Linked DNA regions of Hordeum vulgare: region 1 is linked to region 2. A link is a contact called in public HiChIP or PLAC-seq data. All regions are on one chromosome and are shown on one strand. Each heading gives the region's core, a stretch centred on a gene start, on an enhancer-like site or on the middle of the called end of the contact. The rest is flanking DNA. Distances are from core to core; before and after follow the strand shown.

Region 1 (4,969 bases), core at 2,335-4,834, 130 kb before region 2:
GCCACCGAACCGTTTTAGACCCTATCCGAAGTTTGTCTAAATGTGCTATAAAAGTGAACAGATGGAGTAGTTAGCTGAAGACACGCTAGTGCTCAATTGGCTTAAACACGACATCCTATCTTTTTGAACTTGAGGGGGTTGTTAGACTTTTGGCAAAAGTTGTCTTTCCAAGTGCCTTTTGCTTCCGTTCTTGTCTTGTATAACTGCTGGCTTTCCGAAGCCGAGTAATAAAATTATCTTTTGTCTGAAACAAATGAAATTAAAGATCCGAAGTACTATCCTAGAAAAAGACATGCCTACTTAACGGGCCGTCCTGATCTGTTAATTTTCAGTTAGTAGCAGAGTACTCTACATAATTCACAATGGAAACTGTATAAATTCAAGCCGCAAGAAAATGATGATACTAATATACCATGTACTCCTTCTGTAAACTAATATAAAAGTATTTATAATATTGAAACAGTGTTTTAAATGGACGGGAACTCGGTGCTTTCAGGTACCGTACACCCTATATGTGCCCAATTGTTTTTCAAAAAAGTTAAAAAATTTCCATATATTTTTTGGTATCAAACATGGTCAAGTATTGTACTCGTATATAAAGTTTGGACAAGAAATGATTTGTAGTGATTTGAGGGCAAAAAAAAAACTAGTTTATGACGACACTATAACGTGTATAGTACTTGTATATAGCGTTATTTGCCGAATCTTCGACTCACGATGCAACCAAAGTCATTTTCTATCAAATTTTTTTATACGACTACAATACTTGATGATGTTTGATACCAAAAAGATTTAGAATATTTTGAACTTTTTTAAACTACTTTTTTTTGCATATAAGATGCACGGGTACCAAGGTTCTCCTTTGTATTTTTCTGTTCTAAATGATCTTATATTAGTTTATGGAGGGTGTACTAGACAAAAGAAGTACTAGTAAAATAATTTGGTGGTTGAGCTAGACGCAAGTGCTTCTCGCCGGCAAAAATATGATAAGAGCATATGCGTATCTTGACCTGCCAATGCCGTGGGATATTCCTCAGAGTCTAATACTCCCAACTTGCTATTATCAAAGGTGGTATGATATTGCAACATGAGGTCATCCATCGTTCTCAAAGCCCAAGGCTCGGCCAATGAGACGATCGACGGATGACCAAGAAACAAGTTGCATGCTCAATTATTGCACTAGTTAACCTTGTATATACCGGTTGTTGGAAGATGTCTACGATGTCACATACTACTCGTATGGTTAGGCAATATTGCATGCCATTTAGATACTAGCAGTATCAAACGAAGATCTTTCTGCTGTAAAAAACGAATCAAATGAGGATATTTTGGCTGTATAAAATCGAATCAAATGAAGCCGGCTAATGGCGGAGCGATTGAGCCGTGTAAGCATTGCCATTTTACCAAACAAAAACTAGTCCTAATGATCTTCGGTGTCACAGTTTATCACGCATCTTGCTTGAATCGTGGCGGAGCGCAAGTAAATTACGGTCATAAATATAAATGATTTCCCCGAGCAGAGGGCCCGTTTCAAACACGAAACTGATCTCCTGTTGTTTTCCTGCACACAACAAAAATCCCAAGCCACGAATCTCTTCATACCAATTGTAAGATGTCACGCATAGAATTAGTATATTGCACTAGAACCCTACCCAAGAAAGAAATCGAAGCCAAGACAGGCATCGCGTGCAATTTATGGCATGGCATGGCATCGTCCAAAGCTCCAAGGCACGCCACGGACTTGGTTTCCCGACCAATCTATTCACGGGCAAGCTTGATTCGCCCGGACACTGCACGGCGACAGGCCAGTGCATATTTTGCACGCTTTATTTCCGTTTCTGGCTCTGGCAGCTTGCGTGTACACCTTCTAATTAGGTATAGAGCCCGGAACAGGCAGAGGCAGTGTCGGGCAAGCGATCCATCGTTTCAAGTGCCAGCACAAGTTGTCCTTGAAAATTGGACTAAAGAGTACGTAGGAGTATGTCTTAAGACTTAAGTGCTGTGTAAATAAATCTACTATAAGACTTAAGAGTACGTAGGAATATGTCTTAAGACTTAAGGTTTAGGAGTACTACGTTTGAGACGCACGCGCGAATGCGATCCATCGTCGGCGGAAATCATTGGTCATCAACACAAAATCGTATTCACGGGCCTGTTGATTACCGCGATTCGCAAGCTACGTATCCACGAGAGATTGCAAGCGATGGCATGTATTAGCTGGTTAGGAAATTCTTCGAATTTTTTGTTTTTGAAATAACAGTTGGTTGGGAAATGACAGTTTTAACTAAAAATGGAGGTAGTAACAAAAAGAATCTTACCAGAGACACCAGTAAAGATCCTTTCACATAAACAATTTTGATCCCACGTTGCAGCACTGTCCGCGAGAATCTAGACTGAACCGAAGTTGGGTCCGGAAGATTCTCCACGCACGTCGAGCATGCATCAAGATCGTTCTTTCAAAAATCGTAGCGATAAGATCTCTGTCACAAAAGAAGATGATTTGTTTGGGGTCACAAGCTGATGTAAAAAAAAAACTTACAAGTTTGGCACGCACGCATTAGGGCAAAGCAAATCGTGAACCGTATCTACAGATCGTAATACCACCAGACAGACCACCCTAAATCAGCGCGATCCGCGCGACACGAATCCAGGAGAGAATGTAGGCGACCAGACGGAAAAATATCCCGGCCGATTCCCTCGACCGAGCAGTACAGTATGGTCAATCCAAACAGAATGAAAAGAAATACGTATAATCAAAGTTGGACCTCGCAAACTTTTTTCGGAAGGTTCTCCATGCATGTCGAGGACCGCAAGGGTTTTCCGGAAGGTTCTACCACATGCATGCATGTGGACGGTTTGCAAAGTTTACAAAAATCTTTGCTTGCGCGCAAGCAAGCAAATCCCACCGGCCTGACATAATCCCACCGGTTTGGTGGTAATCAAGTCGGTCGTCGCAAACAAACAGGCGCCCTTCCACCCGCTCCACTGTGACGCACCATCACCTGGACCGCCTGGACCGGCCGGACGGCCGGTGGTTACGTCCGTGTGATGCACTCACCAACTAGTTTATTCCCGAGAAATTTACGAGCCAATTCCTCCATCCACGACGACACGGAAACTTCCCCACACATTTTGTGCACCACGGCACACACGACGGAATTCTAGCAAGCAGACGTGAAAGCGAAACACGGAAGAATCCTTCCGTTTTACTACTTTACGTATTACCCGCCGCACGCGAGGGTTCAGGGGGGATCCGAATCCAGCTGCGATTCAAACAGCCGCACAGCAGTAGTAGGAGTAGTACTAGCGCAAAACACTTGTACTGCAAGGAGTTAAATTTGCATACGTCCGGGTTTTTTCGGTCAGTTGAGGAACGAATTCCCCCCGGCCCACGTTCCCCGTGACCCGGAATCAATGCCCAATAATGAGCCCCGGCCTAGCAGTTGGAACAAATCCCACCGTTGGATCCGTCCGCCAGGGCTACGCATGCCATCCATCCACGAGCGTAGTAGTATAAAGCAGCCCGACGTCGGCAGACGTCAGTCTCGCCCGCTAGCCCGCACGCAAGCATCCGATCCGCTAAGGAAATAGAAGAAGAAAGAAGAAGGCGGCGGCAGGCAGGCGGAGAGAGATAAATTACTCCACCGCGGAGGAGGAGGAGGAGCCAGCAGTCCTCGCCTCCATCCAAATCCCCCGAGCGGAGGAGGAGGAGGCCGGCGGCGGCGGCGGAAGCCATGGAGGAGGGGAAGCAGGGGTTCCAGCCGCACCTGATGGGCGGCGGCGGGAGGATGAGGGGCGCGGCGGGGGCCATGGGGCTGCAGAAGCAGAACTCGTGGTCGCCCGACATCGAGCGGGACGAGGCGTGGGAGCGGCGCCGGCGCGGGATACTGGGCAGGGGCCGCCGCTCGCCGCTGCAGCGCGCGCAGAGCGTCACCGACGACCAGCTCGACGAGCTGCGCGGCTCCCTCGATCTGGGCTTCCGGTTCGACCCGCCCTCGCAGCGCTGCGCCGCCTGCGACGCCGGGAGGAGCCGCCTCGTCGAGACGCTCCCGGCGCTCGACCTCCTCTACGCCGTCAACGCCAACGCCAACGCCAACGCCAAGGCCGGCTGCGCGGCCAGCCAGTGCTCCTGCGGCGCCTCCTCGGAGGCCTCGGAGCCGTCGCCCATCGGGAGCCCCCTCTCAATACTCTCTCCAGGTGAGCACGCGCATTATTATTCCCTCTCCATCAGCTCCATGCGATCTGTTCATTGCACGAACAAGCCTCCGAATTTCGAAAGAATTGATTTGTTCCTCTCCAACCAAACGCGATTGCTGATCCGCCGGCCAGGCGCGGTTAGAGTTTTGATCTGACTTCTCGACGGCGGTACTTCCTTCCCTGCAGATGACCCGCCGGAGACGGTCAAGATGAGGCTGAAGCAGTGGGCGCAGGTGGTGGCGCTGTCCATGCGCAGCCGCTCCTGAACAGACCAGCCATGGCTGAACGAACATCCCGTGGAACGTGGATGCCATACCGAATTCAGAGGAGGGACAAGGAACAACAACGCACAAGAAAAAGAATAATCCATCCATCCCTCCCTGCCTCGAGATCGAAGAAGCAACCAATGATTGATGAGCAAGCAAACGAGAAGAGAATCTACCAATAGTGTCGTCGGACGATCGGCCAGCCGCCTTCCACATCTGCTCCTCCCGCATCTTGGACCAGCTAGCTTAGCCCTGCTGCTACTACTAATCAACCTTTGTGTCACATGTTTATCGTTGAGCAATTCGAGAACCATACTCCGTAATCCGCGTTATTACCTCTGTTATTACCTAGTTTCTCCTCCCCCTGATCTTCCGTCGTCGCATTGCTTCCGTTACTAGTCACCTCCCCTGATTTCGTGATAATTTCGACATGACTGTACATGAGGTAGTAGATTGATTTTTAATTTGCGTTCCGGAATAATAATATACTGTTGGCTGGTGGTGGT
Region 2 (4,753 bases), core at 196-2,695:
ATCACAAGAAACCGGGCTCAAGATCCACTTCTCGGCGTCCTCCCATTTGGACGGCAGCTTCCTCCCATTGTTGAAAGGAAGCACAACCCCGCTGCCCCCATACCTCCTGTTGGCGCCTGCCCCCAGCGGCACCCGCTCCGAGCTCCAGCCCTTGGGGTACTGCATGTTGCCGGCGCAATGCCGGTGGTAGTTGGGCGTCCCGGGGCTCGGAAACGTGCCTGATCTGCTTCGCGACGACGCCGTGGAGCTCTTGCTCATCCCTCCCACGGCAGCCCCGAGCAGGCACCTCGGCGAGAGCACGAGCAGCTCGATCCCCCCGAACGCGTCGCCGTTGCCGAGCTCATGCGAGGCCGCCGGCGGCCGCGCCTCCGCCCTGAGCTGCAGCTGCTTCTGGCACTCTGCTAAGCAGACAAGCAAAAACAAACAGTGAGCGATCACTTCGCTTCACTCGACGGTAAAGGCATATCATGTAGTAGCTGTGACGCCGGAGGGGGATGAATGGATTACCTTTCAGCGAGTGTGAGAAGGAGTCGCCGGCGGCCGCCTCCTCCAAGCCGGCCGCGTCGTAGCCCGCCTCCGCCTCGTCGTCGTCTGCGTAGGTGTGAAAGGGGTTAGCTGCCGAGGCGGCGGCGCAGCGAGGAGACAGAATGCGGGGCACTGGGATCGCTTGACCCACCTCTGGGAGCTGTGGCACGCGAGGCGTGGCTGCTGCCGCGCAGGTGGAGGTGGTGGAGGAGGCCCGGATCTGGATCGGGCGCGCCGCGTGGCCCCACCGGCGGCTGCGAAAAGAGCCAAACAAAGGGAGCGTCTCTCAGTCTCAGCAAACCGGAATCCGGGACGGAGCACCGACCGAGCAAGCTCGGGCACAGTCACCGCCAAACAGCGAACGGGAAAAAAGGCGACGCAACGGGACGAACGAGCCAGGCAATGATAGAAAAGCGACGCAGCTCCGTTCGAATTCCTTTTGGCTTTATCCCTTGCTCAGGCGGAGGGTTTCGAGGTTGAACTGGCCCCGGCGGCGCGCATGTGCGGCGACGTGCGCGCGCGCGTGCTCTGGATTGGATTGGATCTATTGACTCTCGCAGCAGTAAAATAATCCGGCGAGTGAAGCGGTAATGTGGACGCAATGCGGAAGAGGGGTAGATAGGGAGGAGAGGTTTTTACAGCGGGTGGCGGCGCGGGGCGCCTTCGGCGCGGCGGCGGCTTCTTCCGGCGGGAGGACGGAGGGTGATGGCGGCGCTCGGTCGCTGGGCCGGCGGGGAACCCTAGCCCGGGCGCGGCGCGAGGCATGGCCGGCCGCGCGGTCGCATTCCCCGATGACGGCGCCACGGCGGGGCAGTCGATGAGCGGGGCGAGGCGGGGCTTCCCTCCTCTCCGCGGATTAAAAATGGCGCGTGGATGGGAGGCAAGGCAAATAAAGGCTCAGGAAGATGATGCTACTACCACCTCCACTTCCACATTCCTTCCTCGGTGGGTTTTGTACGTTTGTTCGCGGGCCGGGCCCGGGCCGGCCGTGCTCCTGCGCCGACGGGGGTACGGCGAAAACTTCCCGCCGTCACGTTTCGCATTCGAGCGAGGCAGCACGGCGCCTCAGCGCGTGCACTGCTGCCACGCACACCTGGGACCCGCCTCTGCTACGCTTGGGGCCCGCCTGCCTGTGTCTGTCAGCGTTGGCCCTGCCGTCGCGGGGCCCGCGGCGTCGGAGCAGCTTTGACTTGGCGCGAATCTTTCCCGAGCGGGCGCTGGACCGTTCGTTCATGCTGGTACCGCGTTTTACGCCCGGCCTCCTCGCGCACGTGGTGGGCGGGCCCGCGCGTCAGCGGGACGTGTCGTGGGGTGGTGGCGGTCCGGGCCGGGCGCACAGTGCAGGGCGTGGCCCGGCCAGGGGAGTAGGGATAAAACTACCTCCTCCGTACCTAAATATAAGTCTTTTAAGATATTTTATTACTATGTGTCTACATACGAAGCAAAAAAATGAATTTATACTCTAAAATATGTCTATATACATCCGTATGTAGTCCATTAGTTGAACCTCTAGAAAGACTTATATTTAGGAACGGAGGGAGTAGTATACACTGCTGTTCCGTTGGCATCGAGGCGAGCCGGCAGGGCAGTGCCATGGCCATGCTTGCCAGGCAGGTGCGGCAGCCGCGTGCCGTGTCCCGTGTACTGATGATGGCTGCCACTCTCCGCACTGCCACCGGCCAACCATCCACAATCCTTTTGCTCTTTGTTTTCCATTCGGTGATTGCTCTCCATGGCTAAACTCACCCCGCTCACTCTCCTGTTTTTTACTCCAACAAACTTTCGGCGATAGCCAGTGCCCAGTAGGGTTAAATTAGAGGGTCAGGTCCAGGTAATTGCATGCTTTTGCTGGTACTACTATAAGTAATTGGCATGCTTTGTGCTAACAGATGTCAGGTTAAACTAGACCTAACGGTCTAGGGAGATGCGGCATTATTGAAGTCGTGCTCCCTGCGGCGCGTTGGGCGGCGGCGACGCTTTTAAGGTCGGTCGGGTTCGGGTCGGGTGCGTGCGGTGACCATCAATGGTGGACTCGCTGGTGTCGCCGGTGGCGGAGGACTAGGCAGCAGTGCGCGCGCGCGGCGGACGCAATCAAAGCCATGGCATGGAACGTTCGTTCGGCTCGCTGTGCTCTTTTCGTGCCGCGGCAAATGCTACGGTGCCGCACGGATCACGGCTGGCTGGTGTGATGTGATGCGACAGGATGAACGGACATTGATGGACGCGTCGTACCTGAGCCCAGCCCCTTGGGTACAGACAGAGTAATGTCGTGGGTGCGTGTGTGTGTGTGTGTTTGTTTTGTTCCAATTGATGGTTGTTAAATATTGACGGCCCAAATCTGTGATCGCATCACTGAAATGGATTAGTAAGAGGTTGTAACGGTCATCTGAATGCATTAGTACAGGTAGTACAATTTGGAACAATGGAGTAGTACAATTTGGTATTACGTACTAATAGTAATATACTAATACAGAGCGTTGGATTCTCTGGCAAGGTCTCGTTTGGAACAACGGTGCTGCCTCGCCTCAACCGCTAGTGCGTGCTTCGTGTATTAGTTCGTCTCCTCCTCACGTGGCTTTTCTTCTTCTTTGAGATGCCTACTCACGTGGCCATGAGAGAATCTGTGCCCTTTGCTTATTTTTCTTGGCGGTTGCTGCTTCGTGCTTTTTCGAAAAATAACTCCTATGCGGTAAAGATATTTTCAAGTAACATGATGGTTTGAAACGATCACGATTGTTCATAAGTTACAGACTGTTCTGCATTGCAGTGGCGGACCCGGGATTTGGGAAAGACCGGGGCTAATTTCTATTGCCCCAAAACTATGAAAAAAAAATACCTTCTAATTCCTTCTCAATAACATAGTATATTAGCAAAAACACACTGATGCATATATGGAGTTTTGAGGTGATACATTAGTTCAATGTTTAACCAAATGACAATAAGAAAAGCATAAAAAATGCGGTGGCATAATAGCATAATCAATATGCAGTGTTGATACCTAAATAAATAAGCTTTTGCTCCCATCCTAGCCTACCATTTCTTCATCAATAATAGGAGAAGAACTAGAACCTACACAGATAAGAAAAAATAATCAAGAAATAATACGGATAAATATATGATACATAGTTGTATTGGTAAGAGCTAACATACCAGTAGCTACACGTGGTAGTTGTTTCTTGGGTGACCTCATACTTTGAAAAAACTCCAAAATCTTATCATCTTCGATGCTTGCGAATATGTCTCGCTCGATATAGCATAACATACTATGATTCATCCAATCATCATTCATCTTGTTCCTCAAATCAGTCTTTATAATCTTCATTGCCGAGAATGCTCTTTCTACTGTCGCCGTTCCAACCGGCAAAATTAAGGCTAACTCAATAAGACGATATACCAATGGAAATGTCTTGTGTCTCTCTGTTTGAACCATCTTAACAGCAAGCTTCCCAAGATCAACACAATTTGCAAAGTCCGGATCATCTCTCGCATCAACAATAAATGTGCCAAGCTGATCCCAAGGACTATACACTCATATTGAGAGAAGTCATCGGCATACATTCTTGCAAGTTCAGTTAACTTATCAATATCAAAATTATGAAAAGAGTTCTTTGGATCAAGACAAGCTATGCACCTCAATAGCTGAGTAGACCTTTCAGCAAAACGATTATTGAACTCAACAATAATTTGATCAAGTACCACATCTAATATTTCATGATGGAAATGGTCATAATAAGTTACCATATGGCTGCCACAACCCCTTGAATGGCCTATAGCTGGTATTTTATCTTCCATATTTGGCACAATAATATTATGCGCAAAACAAAAGCCCTTTGTATCTTTCAAAATCTCATCCCATCCGGAGTTCCTTATTTTCTCAACTTCCTTCAATGTAGTACCAATCAGGCCTAAAGCACGTACAATATTTTGATCTTTCCTTTGCAAGCATGTTGATAGATCATTAGTCTTTCCAAGAATTCTGATCATAAGATGCATAATAAATACAAACTCAAAGCTTTCCATTCTTTCCAACAAACCTGAAGTTGTGGTCTTTTGTGTTGCATTAGTGGCATCGTCACTTAAATTCTCTAACACATGTAGGACAGATTTCCACATGTGAACATGACGACATAAGGTTTTATGGTGAGATCCCAAACGAGTATCTCCTGGCCTTGCAAGATTAGTTTCCTGGTTCTTTCCTCTTCCAGTGAAGATATCACCTGTCTTAAGT

What was found. HiChIP or PLAC-seq counts read pairs in DNA pulled down with a chosen protein or histone mark.
Region 1: an H3K4me3 HiChIP or PLAC-seq map of embryo shows a contact between it and region 2, with 4 times the contacts expected there. The contact joins the promoter of LOC123401321 here to the promoter of LOC123401272 in region 2. A contact is called at or near these places in 1 of 6 Hi-C or Micro-C datasets (seedling) and 1 of 1 datasets of contacts at active chromatin or transcription factors (embryo).

Annotation. Positions count from the first base shown.
Region 1 is chr6H:524,599,625-524,604,593 of MorexV3_pseudomolecules_assembly, reverse strand. It overlaps LOC123401321, which reads left to right and starts at 3,584. Exons shown (of 2, transcript XM_045095107.1): 1 at 3,584-4,197; 2 at 4,384-4,969. The coding sequence starts at 3,735. The coding sequence ends at 4,463.
Region 2 is chr6H:524,467,134-524,471,886 of MorexV3_pseudomolecules_assembly, reverse strand. It overlaps LOC123401272, which reads right to left and starts at 1,445. Exons shown (of 9, transcript XR_006611067.1): 1 at 1,165-1,445; 2 at 677-779; 3 at 508-591; 4 at 1-401.